Linked DNA regions of Mus musculus: region 2 is linked to region 1. The links are chromatin contacts, called in public Hi-C maps. All regions are on one chromosome and are shown on one strand. The core of a region is the stretch at or near the end of the contact, and the rest is flanking DNA. Distances in the headings are between cores, read along the strand shown. Region 1 overlaps Lncenc1 (long non-coding RNA, embryonic stem cells expressed 1). Region 2 has its middle 29 kb from the start of Rps18-ps4.

Region 1 (7,147 bases), core at 332-2,831:
TCATAACTAATGTTGCTACAGTTTTTTAATTATAATGAAAATATCTGATATACAAGATATCTGACACATCAAGGGTCGTGACCCACAGGTTATGAACTGCCGAGTTAAAATAACATATATGTGTTTTTGGGGGCAGGTCACAGATAAACCAAAAGAGACAGGGAAGTGCTTTTGTGTTATCCCGGTGGAAGGGACCACAGTGGAAGAGTGAACTAGGGGAAGGAAGTCCCTGATGCACAACCATGAAATCCTGCGCAGTTCCTTGAAAAGTCATGAGCTGGTGATATTAAACGGTAAACAGATGGCCACTCGTCCAGAAGGAGACAAAACCAGAAAGCTATTTTTGTTCTTTAAGCCTGAACTAAAGTGAAAGACCAACTGGATAGCCTTTAAGGCAAAGCGCTTATGTAACTTTTGGTCCACACTGAGCACTTTTAAGAGAAAGCCTCCCGATTTAACTATGAGGACGTGTTCACCCCACACTAGGGACCCTTCTAACACTTAGGCAACTAATGTAAAAGGTACTATCCACAAACCTTTAAGTATTAAATCACGGCTCAAAGGCTGACCTCTTCCAACACCTGTGCTTAGATGGCTTCATGACTGACTGAAATAGTCGGGCTTCCTGGCACATGGCAACCTTTCCATGAATGGTTGGGGAGCGAGAGGAGGAAAGGCTGAATTTCCCAATAATCGGTCCTTGGAAAAAATGCTCGCTGGCAGCCTTCGCGGCACGTGGCACTGGCACCACAGCACCACTTTAGCTGTAGTGAGCATACCTAGATGATTGCAGCTTGCATATTTCCGTGCTACCCAAGCAGAGCTGGAATGTGTGGCTCCGATTCATCTTCCAGCTGGAAGTGTCACAGAAGCGCGGCGGGGGGGGGGGGGGGGAAGGGGGGCTTCCAGCTTTTATGTATTGCATACTGCCTCTGCTTGGCCGAAGCTCCAGCCTCACGGTTTTATACATCACTTCGATTGTGTTGGGAGCTCATTGTAAGTAAGTCAGAGGGAGCCGAATCAATACCCACAGAATATCTCCGGCAACAGAAAGGCTGCTCTTGCTGCCCTGTGTGGCTTTACTGTCCCAGGAGGATCACAGGACCAGCAACTGGTAAAAGATGAGGAGAGGTTAAGAGGTAAGGTTTTAGAGACACTGGCATGATGACGCACAATGACATTAAGGGCCCTTGCCTGTTCCAGATAATCCCTCACCTATCTACTGAAAGGACCCTGGATGAAGAACTTATGAACCTGAAACTTTCCCCAAAGCAATGTGCATTTTATTCCGGAAGGCAGGAATCTGTCAGTTATCCAAATAGACATTAATTCCATTCATGAGGGTTGAGTCCTCCAGACCTGACACTCATACCAGGTAGTTCCCCTTCTCGTCTGAGCTCTCCATTCTGACAGGCCGCCTCACCTGGGACTAACTACCCTCTCAGATGTTTAAACGAAAGGTTCTATAAATAAGTAGTTCTCAAGTTTTAAGATATGTATCATTTTGAGTAGCATCACAGAATGTCACACCATCCTACTCCGCCCCGTCGGCCGCATGAGTCACATCTCATCCGAAGTCGAGAAACAGAGAGGTGAGTGCTCGTGTTCCGCTTCCCCGTGGATGGCGCTGCCCACATTGGAAGTGGGTGTTTCCACCTCCATTAATGCAGACTAGAAAAATGCCTCACAGATATGCCAAAGGTTTGTCTCCTAAGCGATCCGAGAGCTTGGAAAGTAGGAAATCAGTATTACCCATTACAATTGAAGAAGGAGTGTCAGTTCTAGGGCATTCTATTAAACTCTGGCAATTGACCAGGAAGGCACAACAAAATCATGAATATGTCAAGCTCAAGTAAGGATAGCGTTGACCCTACACATTCAAGGAGTGTCACCTTTCCTAAGAGGCTGGAGAAGCAGCAACCCCACATTGAGCTCCACACTGTAGTCAAACACAGGGAAAGTGACATCCCTACACAGACACCAAACCTGAGGTTCTTTATGTTTTCCATGGCTCATCAAACCTGTCTGTCTCTGACTCTTTCAGAATGTCAGCCGGTAATATAGAAATACTGAAAGTCCCCAAAATAGAGCCAAGCTGCTATTTGGAAGTAATATCTATCTTTGAGCCCTTCCCTAGGCTAAGCTGGCAAAGAGACGATAGTAATGACTGGATGGTCTTTCCGTAGAGCCCAGCCAGGGCGTGTGCATGGCACTTTGCCGACACCTTAGGCATGGCTTCAAGCAGCTTTGAAGCAGTAGAGCATTTCTGGGACAAGTGCTGCTTCTAGAAGATGAGACTTCTCCAACAAAACACATGCAGGCTCCTTTCTAGGAGGTTTGTCCAGAAAATCTCCTAGGCAAGTCAGGAGTATCTTAAACTGACAGGTGCTATTTATAGCCACAAGCCTTTTACCTGGCCCTAGGTCCTCCATCTTGACGTGTTTCCCATATAAATTGCTTTTCTCTTCATTCCTACACCTGCACCAATAACATAAAGATGCTCTTCAACAGAGAAATAACGCCCATGAAATTCAGCTAGAAAGTAGCATGCAAATGTAAGACATCATCGTGTTCATAGAAGACAGTTTTGCAGGGTAAAGTGTAAACTAAATAAATAGTGCTGTGTTCCAAGAGGCAAGACAGGAATTCTTTCTCATGTCTTAAGACGAAGAACTTTCAGTTGTCTTCTAAACAATGTTTATTACCATAAAAAGGGCCTGTAAATTAGCCTTCCAAACAGTCCTATTTATCCCGTGAAAATCCAGGCAGTGAAGCTGGAATCGATGAGCCCCCTTCCTGCCTCTGTGGCATTCTTCCCTTCTTTTCCCAATACTGTCAACAAAAGCGAACTGTCCAGCTGCTGGCAAGAAAACAAGCAGACTGAGAGAGCCAAGTCCTCTGAGAGAGCCTCCACTTTCTCACCTCCACCACCCCCAGTCCCACCTCCACAACCACCCCCTGAAGTGCCATGTCCTCAGACAGAACCCCCACCTTCACCCCTACATCCACTCTCTACATCCATTCCCCTCGCCTCCGGGAATCCCAGAGACTTCCGTTGCTTGCATGACATTTTCCTGTAATCATCAATTTTCATCCATTCCTACGCCATCCTTTTGTAACCCAAGTAAGGAAGAAAAAAAAGTTTATAAACATCCATGCTTCTATGGCTCCAAAGCAATTAGCAGTTCCATGAAGGCATGTAGGCAGCTTGCATTAAAGCATAACCAGGGGTCGGTGGTAGAAAGACAGAGGCGCAGGAGGAATTTTCTGGATAATAACGTGAGCGCTGCTGCAAAGCTCAGCGGCTCTAAGCTCCTGGCTTTTGGGGTAGAATTTGCACTGAGTCCACAACACAGACATCTCAGTCCTCAAAGTCCCCCTCGATGATCTTGTTAGGCTCTACCTATAAGATCAAGAACCAAATCACAGACTAGCCAGTATCAGTTTTCAAAAGCTCTCTTTAAAAAGAAAGAAAGAAAGAAAGAAAGAAAGAAAGAAAGAAAGAAAGAAAGAAAGAAAGAAAGAAAGAAAGAAAGAGCGGGGGGGGGGCGCTGATGGGTGATGCAGGACATTTTTGTAAATGGAAAATATTACATATACAGAGTCTGAGGCAATCCAAGACGTTTTAAACCAGAAAGCAGATGGAATACAAGCAATATAAATTAGTGTAACTGTATTTTGCTAACTGCACAGAGATTCTCACTCCAAACCAAACTTCTTCTCTCCAGCCTGTTGATTGCGTTATCTAATTGTTTTCCATTGACACTGCGTAGAATTTGGAGAAATGTTTGGAGTTAAAAATCAGAATCGAAAGGTCTAGGGAACACCAAACCCGGGGCCAAACCACCCACAGAGTACGGAACTAGGGAAAGAAGCACAGGAAATGCACAGAGTTGCTTCCATTGAAAAGCAATAATCATGCATGTGTTACATAAGCCAATTAGCAGAAATTACGTGTGTGGCGATGCCTAAGGAATGTCCTGCAATTAGGAGGCATATTAAGTACCAGATAGAAAGGTAAAATACTTTACCCTCAGTCCTTCCTGTCTTTGACCCAAACATGACCTCAGGCCTGTTCCTCAGCTTTTTAAAGCTTCCCATGCTGTAAGAGGCTGGCAGGTTCTTGGCCTTCAGTTGTCAAAAGTCAGAACCATTTTTAATCTTAACCCTGTCTACCCTCGGCTTCGGGAAAATTTGTCTAAATTAGCCTGATCGAGAAAATCAACTCAGCCACATGAGAAACTAAGCAGCCAGCTTAGGAAGGAGGACAGGAGGCTAGCACACTTCTTTTCAGCTCTGAGAGACAGAATCTGACGGTGACTTGTGAATCTGCCCCTTCTCTGTGCAAATGCTGAATGTGAGTTTGAGTGTGAGTGTGGTAGGGTCAGCAGGCTGTTGGTGGCTACATAGCCTGGAAACCACCCTCAGGGACATACCATACTCAACTCACACAGCTTACTCCCTGTCCTCTGGGACAGATAGACTTTGATTGCACAAGGAATCCATTCAGTGTCCCAAATTAGCCCTAGCTTGGGGCTTCTGGGATATGCCGGTTAGAGTCTGGGTGGGGATAATGGGATATAGATTCCCCCTCTGGATGCTGTCTCTCCTCCTGACCACATAAACACACATCAGCACAAGACTGCATATTTAGAACAACGCATAACACAGGTGTTTGCTGGATCCTTATGTTTTTCAGACAAAATATCCCTTCTCTCTTCCTCAAAGATGTCTTCATGCCCCCGGCCCGGGTTCAGATCTTCTGCCATATGCCACTAACAGGTAGAGAGGCTCGGGAAGGAATTTGCATCTGGAAGAACATTAATTTTGCGGGAAAGCAGAGGATGACAGCAGATATGGCAGAGACTTCTTCAAACGACAGGCGTCTGTTCCCTATAGCACTTGCACACATACTTACTGAACAGCATGAAGCAGAGTTGATGAGGCTGAGGCTGCAAAGATTACCGGAGTGGCCAGGAAAGATGCTTTGCATACCGGACACAGGAGGGCAGGCCCCTTCAGTATGAGTGACAGCTCAGTAAAATGAAGCTGACCTTGCTGACTCTGGGGTAGTTTAGCACCTGTGCCCTGATGTCATGGGAGAGGAAGAGAAGGATTAAAATTCCCCATCCCCAAGCTGGTGTGATGGCTCACCCTTTTAATCCCAGCACAGGCAGAAGCAGGGCTGTCTTTGAATTCAAAGCCAGCCTGGTCTACAACGCAAGTTCCAAGACTGCCAGGGCTACATAGAGAAAAACCTGTCTCAATAATAATAATAATAATAATAAAATAAATAATATAAGTGTCTTTGTGAAGTAAAGCTGTTATCCTTATCCATCCCCACAGAGCACTGAGAAAGAATATAAAGACTGTTCTCTCAGAATTCTACGGAAAAAAAAAAGCCAGCACACACCCAGCATGCTATCCACATGCAAGCACTCAGTCTGTACCAGGCAAGTGCAGAGATGTGGGCTGATCTCCACTCATAAGCCCCAATAATAACATGCTGCAGCAATTTATGAATCTCATTGAGGATTTATACTCATGCCCCCTGGGCATCTGCGCTCCCAGACTCAACTCATTTCTGAGCAGATTTTTTTTCAGGATGGAAGAAAGGGACCACAAGCTCTTCCAGGGTGACTGGAAGGCTTCAGACACCTCAGATGGCTGCGATCACCCTCACCATGACAAACTGCGTGTGTAGCTAAGGAAGTGAAGCTGAGGGGGAGGATCTCCTCGAGCCCACCAGGTCAAGAGCAGCCTAAGCAACATAGGGACACGCAGTCCTACGAAAGGAGGGGAGTGACCGTCACTCCAGAGAAAGCGATGTAGGAAATTTAGACTAAGCCCATTAGGGAAGATTTGTAAACTGCACTTCCTATAAAGTTTATGGGGTGAGGGGGCAGAAGAATAGTGGGGTGAGAAAGAGAGTAAGCCATATAACATTTACACACCTCAGAGGGACAGCCTAAGGAAATGGCTAACAATACTGATCGCTAGTCACTTAACACACCTAGAGCGCATTGGAAGGAGCACAGATTCGTTAACCTCACACAGCCTGCTTCTTAAACTATACGATTAAGAGCTGTGCTAAAGGGGTCAGAAGAAAACGTCATGCTTTGTCATTTTATAGTGTTAAGCAAAGACAGGAAAGACAGAGAAGGAGTGAGGGAGGGAAGGAGGAAGGGAGGGAGAAAAACTGGAAGACCCAATAAGTCCATATTTAAATTGCCGCTTATGTAACAGGAGCCTGTGAACTGCACAGAGTTTAATTGAAGGAAGAGTAACTGTAGGGGAATTTCTTGGAGAGCCTCCAGAAGGGTTTTAACAGCTGGAAGTTGAAAAGTGATTAATTTTGACAGCAATAAAAGCCTCATGTTCATACATAATTATGCTTAGATTTGTAGGCTGCTGGGATATTTTTTCTATGCACCATTAACCTTTTGCTGTCCAAATTGGAATTTAGATTCTTTAAATGAGTCCCTACTTACAAAGTGAACCGTAATTTGCCTCCAATGACTTTGACTCATGTCATGACAAGAAATAGTTTGGGGGAGAAGTTTTAAACTGGTGGGTGTGGGGGGTCCATTCATACACTCTGAGTATCTGAGAAACTTAATGCAAATTAAGTCATTTCATTTTGTCTCATGAGGAAGTGAGAACTGCAAAGGGTATCAGAAGAAACAGAAAAAGATATCAAACCGTTAGATGAACTGTATCCTACATAGCTCAGCTGAATTCCTAGTAATGTGAAGTGGCATAAACTCAGAGAGCATTAGCATGATGAAGAACTGAACAGAGTTCGTCAACAGAGCACTTACCCAGCATGCACAAGCCCACTGCTTCAGTTCACAGCATCAAGGAAAAGGTTTGAAAATATTAAGGAAGCAATGAATTCAACTGAGTTCTAGAACTGGTGGTGTGGCTAGTCAGCCATTACAGCTTGGACACCTGGGATAACCCTTCCATGGCTTCTCCACTCCTTTGCGTAAAAGGTTGGAAGAGATAATTTAGAAAATCTCCCCTCCTTTTAAAGCTACTTGCTTCTGTCGCTATATGATTAGCCACGTTCTGAAATGGTTCTCGCTGGGTTACTGAGATTATTCTGGTATCAACCAGTTTGACAAACAGGATAAAGTTTTATGAA
Region 2 (6,413 bases), core at 2,525-5,024, 290 kb before region 1:
CAGGTGTCACAGGACACCCAGAGCACAACCCCTGCAGATGGTGTGCCGAAGTTCGGGCTGGAGGCTCTCTTTCCTTGGAGAAGCTTACTCAGAGCATAAGGAATACACCAACAGACATCAATCACTAAATAGGGTTGTTAAGCATGAATATTAATTAAATACATGAACAAAGAAACACTAAAACATTAATTCAGAGGCATGTATCAAGTCAGCTATGTAACATGGGGGAATATATACCTATGTAGCCCCCTAAAACATTGATTGGTACAGGATCCCAGGAAATTTGTTAAAAGCTATAAAGACTATTTGGACTTTGATTCATACCTACTACGTGCTGTGTAGTATCACAAAAGATGGACAAAAATATTTGTCACTATGATGATGCTGTCATAGGCATGAAAGTAGCCATGAAACAGTAACCATGGAAAATAGAAGTAAAGTTGCTTTCTATTTTTCATGCTTCCAAGGTATTATGCCAATGGGGATTTATATGTTGTGTCACATGTTCTACAGGAAAATAACTTCTTAAGTGATGGGCTCTTTCTCTTAGTTCTTTGAGACAGGGTCTTAAAAAGACAGTAGCCCAAGCTGGTCTTCAATGCTCTGGGTAATTTAGACTGGTCTTAGACTTGTAATCCTCCTGTCTCAGCCTTTTGAATGCTGGAATTACAGTTGTCTGCCACCTGCTTGCGTGGGACTTTCTCTTTTTATTCATTGCTCTCTTTCTCTCTCTCCTTTCTAGCCTAAGTGGTCATGTGACTACACACATGTGTTGGTATGCAGGTGGAGTTCAAAGGTCAATGTTGGGCATCTTTTTCCTATCCCTTTCCCCCTTATTTTTTGAAGTAGGGGTCTTTTGCTGAATCCAGTACTCACCAGTTCAGCAAAACTACCAGCACAGCCTACTCCAGGGACCCTTTTCTGCAGGATCGCAGGCAGGCACCCCCTCCCCCTGGCATTTTTCTATACGTATTGAAAATTTGCATGCTCCATGCTTTCCCAGATTAACCAGCAACCACAAATGAGATACGGTTAATGTGAAAACCCCCAGACCTTTGGTTTTGCTTCCATATACACGCTCTTCTGAGTATCTTGCCTAAAACAAAGCCACCACTCCCCTTCTCCACCTCCAGCACAAGAACACACAAACTTCTTCAGGAGAGCGCTCTGCGGCAGCTCTCAGGAATGTCTTCCGGGAAGACAGGGAGGGTAGCTGTCAGTTATCCCCAAGCATCCAGTCCGGAGGAGATCATCAGGGGGGCTGGGTTTCTGTGATAAGCTCAGGGGAGTGGTCCCAGAGTCAATGGCTCAGCCTGCTCCTAAAACTATCTAAGTCTTATGGTAGAGCTCCTTCACGATAGGTGAATGTTCTTACTCTCTGTCTCTCTCTCTTTGTCTGTCTCTCCCTCCCACTCACCCACCCACCCCCACTCCAAAAATTTTCGAGATGAAGCCTGAATGGGTGCAGACACTCTCACGTATGCTCAGGTAGCAGAGCACCTGGAACATGAAATTCCTTTCCACTATGAGTCACCGAGGCATTTCATCTTAAAATAACTAAGCACTAACATTTTGATGACAAGAAGAGGTCTTGAGTTTTCAAGTGGATGAGCTCTAGCCAATAGTGAGACTAAGGATAGGAGCGGTAAACACACTCAGGCTGCTTACAACTGAGGAAGCTTAACTCACAGTGTGAGTGTGTGGTGTATGCATGCATGTGTGTATGAGTGTGTGTGTGAGTGTGTGTATGTGTGTGAGTGTTTGTGTGTGAGTGCACGTGCGAGCATGTGGGTGCGCATATGTGAGAGTATGTGTGTGTGTGAATGTGTCTGTGTGTATGAGTGTAAATGTGTGTGTGTGTATATATGTGTGTCAGTGAGTGTATTTGTGTGAGTATGTGTATAGTGTGGATGTGTCTGTGTGTGTGACTGAGTCTGAGTGTATATTTGAGTGTGAATGTCTGTGTGCATGTGTGTGTGAGAGGGAGAGAGAGAGAGATAGAGACAGAGAGACAGACAAGAAAGAGAAAGAAGAACAAAGAGTGGTATCTTGACATCTTGAACGAGTCAGATAAACTACAAAGTGGCTGAGCCTCAGAGCCAAGCAGGTAGCCCAGTGAGTTCCCTTAGCAGCTGAACATGTGGGACATCAGTCTCCTGAGGCTCCACCTCTAATTGTGACACAGAGGGATTAGACCTACAGTTTCACTGGTCTTCATTCAGTTTCAACCCTTGGAGACATCTCCTGAAGTGGGCAGGCCTGGGTTGAGAAAGCTGCGGGATAAAAGAGCAAGCTTCAGGGAGAAAAATGCCAAGAAAAGAAGTTTATTAGGTGGGAATACGTTTACAATACAGCCTGGGACCTCGCTGTGGCCTGCATCTACAAGGGTGGTACTGTAATTAGGAGACATTTTAAAGGGAACACTCGCAGCCAGGAATAATATAATTCTAGTCTTTTCTCCAAGCTTCTTGGTGCCTATGCACTTGAACTTATTAAGCCCCACAGACTCCTTGAATGAGGTATAAATATCATTGTGTCCCTCAGGCAATAAAAGGAGCTATGGCCACAGAGAGTGCTACCTCTGGGCTCCAGAGTTACCCACCAGCTTAGGGGTCCTCCAGGGGTGGTCCCTGCTCCCCTGGTGGTCTGTCTGCATTGGGCATGGATTGGCCCCCTGGAGGAGTCAGGCTGCCTCAATAGCACCATGCTTGCTCGTGTTCCAGAAGGGATCGGTACTTCACTCATGCTCTGTGCCTTTTGATAGCTTGCCAGACTTTTCTCATTGTCATCCTTCTTGTGTCTATGACATTGTCCATGCCTACCCTGCTCCTCCCTTCTATGATACTAACTTACTGAAGGTGTTGGACAGCCTGCAGTTTCTCTGACCCTGACCAGGTAGTCTTTGTCTCCAAATTCCTCGATTCCCTGGTTCATCCCTGGGAACACCGTGCCTCGGGTTGGTCAAACATGCCTTTATTCAAAGTGTTAGCAGAGAAGCGACCACTTTTTTTTTTTTTTTTTTTACAGTAACAGTCATTTCTGACATCCAACAGGAAGTGTTGGTTGTTAAGATATCTTCCAGATTGTGCCTCTTGCTTGCCTAGGAAAAGAGTCTGAAATAAATTCATGACAAAGAGAGACATTATTTGTAGGTCGGGGTTTGTTATTCAGCATCAAGGCTTCAGTGTAGTGAGAAGGAAAGAGAATATTCTCAGGCCCACCCAAATAGTTTATTAACGTGCGTGGTCCTTTTCTTTTGTTAGTAGCTATTATTTCAAAGCCTCTTGAATATATACATACGGTCATATTTTAAAAATAGTAACTGTTTGCAAAATTTTATAATTTAAGTTGAAGCTTTAATCTCCTAGCTCAATTTTTCAGTGAACAAACACCCCATCACAACAACTGGGGATCCATGAAACATTTTTCACTCTTTCTTTTGGCTTATTTGTTTGACAATAAAATTTCACATCTGGCTGACAAATCCAGTGCCAAGTTTCATCTTAATGTAATTTTGAGCAGAAGAGCAGTTATGTTCAAGCAAGCAAGAAACTCCAGGCACTCTAATGGGACGACATGATGGCCTTTACACACAACTGCCACTAATCCGACAGGGTTGCTGTTTTGAGTGACTGGGATCTTGGAGTCCTGCTGCAGTCCAGCTTGCTGGAGAAGAATTGTTCTGAGTTCATTCTTCACTGGTTAAGATAATCATGTCTCATGCATCTTGCCTCCTAGTCTGCTGGTTAATACCGTCAATTTGATAAGATCTAGAATTACCTAGGAAACCAGGCTGTGCTGTGGACATACTTTGTGTTTGTAGGTGGAAGGACTCACCAAGGCTATGTGGGACACCATTCTGTGGTCTGAGACCCCAGGCCAAGTACAAAGGAGATAGCAAGGTGGGTATTGCCATTCGTCTCTCCCTGCTTCTAGACTGCAGACACACAGTGACAAACTGCCTCATGCTCTTCAAAGTCTCCACAACTTTCCTGACCCAGTGACCTGGATCTTCAAATTGTGAACCCAAATAAACCATTCCATCCCTAAATTGCTTTGTCAGGCATTTGTTTTACCACAGCAAGTAAGAAATTAACTGATACATAAGGCTATGAAAGGAAACCACCTATTTGTATCAAATGTTTGACTGCCACCATGCAGATCCCCTTTGGTAAGTGTTCCCAAATGCTTGGATATGAGAATAAAGCTAACCGTAGTTCAGTTCCATTGGTCAAACTCATCTTCCTTAAGAGCAACCCTACCCAGCCTCTGATACACTGCAATGAATTCTCTTCTGCTTCTCTTATCTTGGCACACCAGCAGTACTTTGCTCAAAACCCGGTGCAAATGTTCTGTAACCAACAGCTTCCCACACCCAAGTTTTCATGGCTCAAGTGTGATCACGATCTAGTGTTTCTTGCTTATATCTCACCCAAAATATGTTCCCAAAAGGCAGCCTGCTCTAACTCATGTGAGGCAGAGCTCAGGGGCTTCCTTCCTGTGGCTCTGTTATCTGTCTCCAGGGCCCTATGGACACCATAGGGAGGAGAGTGGGAACAGTGGGAGGCAAGTAGGGAGGAGCCTCCCCCATCACCTCTGCTAACATTTCATCAGTCCTAGGATCGAACTGCGCCATGGAGATGTCTGGGAACTGCAGCCCAGCCATCTGGCTGGGAGGAAGCGGATATGGGATAGTTGAGTCATGGTCTGCTGTCTGCTTCCTCAGCTGGAGCTGAATCTGACCATAGACTTGGTGTTCTGTCTTCCCCTCAGCCCCCAGCCTCAGAGGCTATAAAGGCCTCTAACACAGGTACTTGAATCACATCTGCCTTTAGTCCTGATCCTGCCTCCAGACAAGGGAACACATGAATTTTAGCCAGATGAGGAATTGTGTAGACATGGTTTACGAACCTTGGATCTCCTTATTGCAAGAACAGACGATGAAGAGGAACAGATACAGCCGGTAAGGTCATCTTTTGCAAAAGAAAAAAAAAGATTCTTGCCTTTTCTAATTATTAAAATAGCATGTGCTTATTGTAAAAGATTGGATGAAAATCTTTTAAGAGAAAAGATAAAGATTACCCATAATCCCCTTTCCTGAGAGATTCTAAAATTTTTCTGGCTTATATATGCAGATACTACTTACACGCACACCGTTTCAATTATTTTGTGTCTGCCAAACAGATTACCTTATCTAGTATACACCATTTTGGAATGTGCTTTTTCACTTGCAAAGATTATGTTATGAACATGCAAACATGTAAATAAGGATACTTTTGACCACATATTATTTAGTAGCATGTATGTGTGTGGGAACAGTCACACAATAATACATCATTTAGCTTAGCTGAATAAGCATAGACTTGAGAGTACCAGTGAGACCCAGAATTCTGTCTATTTTATTTCTCAGTTGTCCCCCAGAGTGGACTATATAGTGTTTTGTTCATGATAGAAGTTTAACAGTATTGTGGTTAAGCAGGCCATCAGAGTCAAATGTCCTCAGAGCCTGGTATGTCAACAAGTCACATGGGGACCCTGGTAGAACACAGATTACTATTCAGAATGTCTAGGCTGGCCTAGAGGTGGTGCCAGGCATCCAGAAGCTACTTCTGTCGCCTGAGTAGCGATTATCTAAACTAGTAATTCTCTACTGAGGAGATGTAAGGCCTTGGATGACATTGATCTTGGGAAATTTCTTTCTTTCTGTCTCTGTCTCTCTCTGACATAGTGAGTAGACTATACATATATGAATGTGTGCATGTACATGTGTGTGTTTATGCGTGTTTAGAGTTCCCAGCTGATTCTGTTTCTTTTGAGAACTCCAATTAAGACAGTGGACATCCTGTCCCTTCTAAGAAACTGACCTCCATGAAGCTGCCTGACCCTGTTCTTCTGGACTCCAGGTGTCTGTGTTTACGTGGGAGCAGGGTTCCAGCCTCTGCAGTTGCCCAAGCCGGGAGCACTTACAAACATGACATTAGCTAGACAATATTTGCTAAGCAAAGGAGCAATGTAAATAAGATTGGGGGGGGGAGTTCAAATATGAAAATGCTTGAGAACAAATTGTGTGCAAGCATCTTAAAATCATTCATTAGTACTTAGTAATTTAAAATTAATTGCAAATGTACTCTGTTGGGCCATGCTGTTTATATTTCCACATACACACATGTATATAAGCGCATATAAAGTAAGCAAACAGCTGCTTTTTAACCACTCTGTAATCCATGGGTTTTATTTATATCTCAGATACCCTCAGCACACCAGTTTTTGGACTCAAATGAAATGATACCACAATTACTGCCCATAGTCTGAAACCTCACCTCAGGTACTTCATGCTCCTCAAATACATAGGGGATTTTCAGAAGAGTGGCACCCTCGCATCTGTGACTGCCTCTGCTACCCACACGCAGACT

What was found. A called contact is a pair of places that touch in the nucleus more often than the background predicts.
Region 2: a contact with region 1 is called in a Hi-C map of cerebral cortex, with 2.6 times the contacts expected there. The contact joins two enhancer-like sites. A contact is called at or near these places in 2 of 484 Hi-C or Micro-C datasets (cerebral cortex and myocytes), 3 of 115 datasets of contacts at active chromatin or transcription factors (extraembryonic endoderm stem cells, fibro-adipogenic progenitors and pancreatic cancer cells) and 1 of 9 other capture datasets (embryonic stem cells).

Annotation. Positions count from the first base shown.
Region 1 is chr13:97,487,120-97,494,266 of GRCm38.p6, reverse strand. All of the region lies in intron 1 of Lncenc1 (long non-coding RNA, embryonic stem cells expressed 1), which reads right to left. Among named protein-coding and RNA genes, the nearest start is that of Gm41030, 37 kb to the left of the region's middle. Within about 2 kb of position 1,581, at least 9 of the 459 cell types and tissues checked have an H3K27ac peak or open chromatin away from gene starts, as enhancers often do. A contact at or near this core is called in cerebral cortex, where this site is marked.
Region 2 is chr13:97,777,027-97,783,439 of GRCm38.p6, reverse strand. No RefSeq gene overlaps it. Among named protein-coding and RNA genes, the nearest start is that of Rps18-ps4, 29 kb to the right of the region's middle. Within about 2 kb of position 3,774, at least 23 of the 459 cell types and tissues checked have an H3K27ac peak or open chromatin away from gene starts, as enhancers often do. A contact at or near this core is called in cerebral cortex, where this site is marked.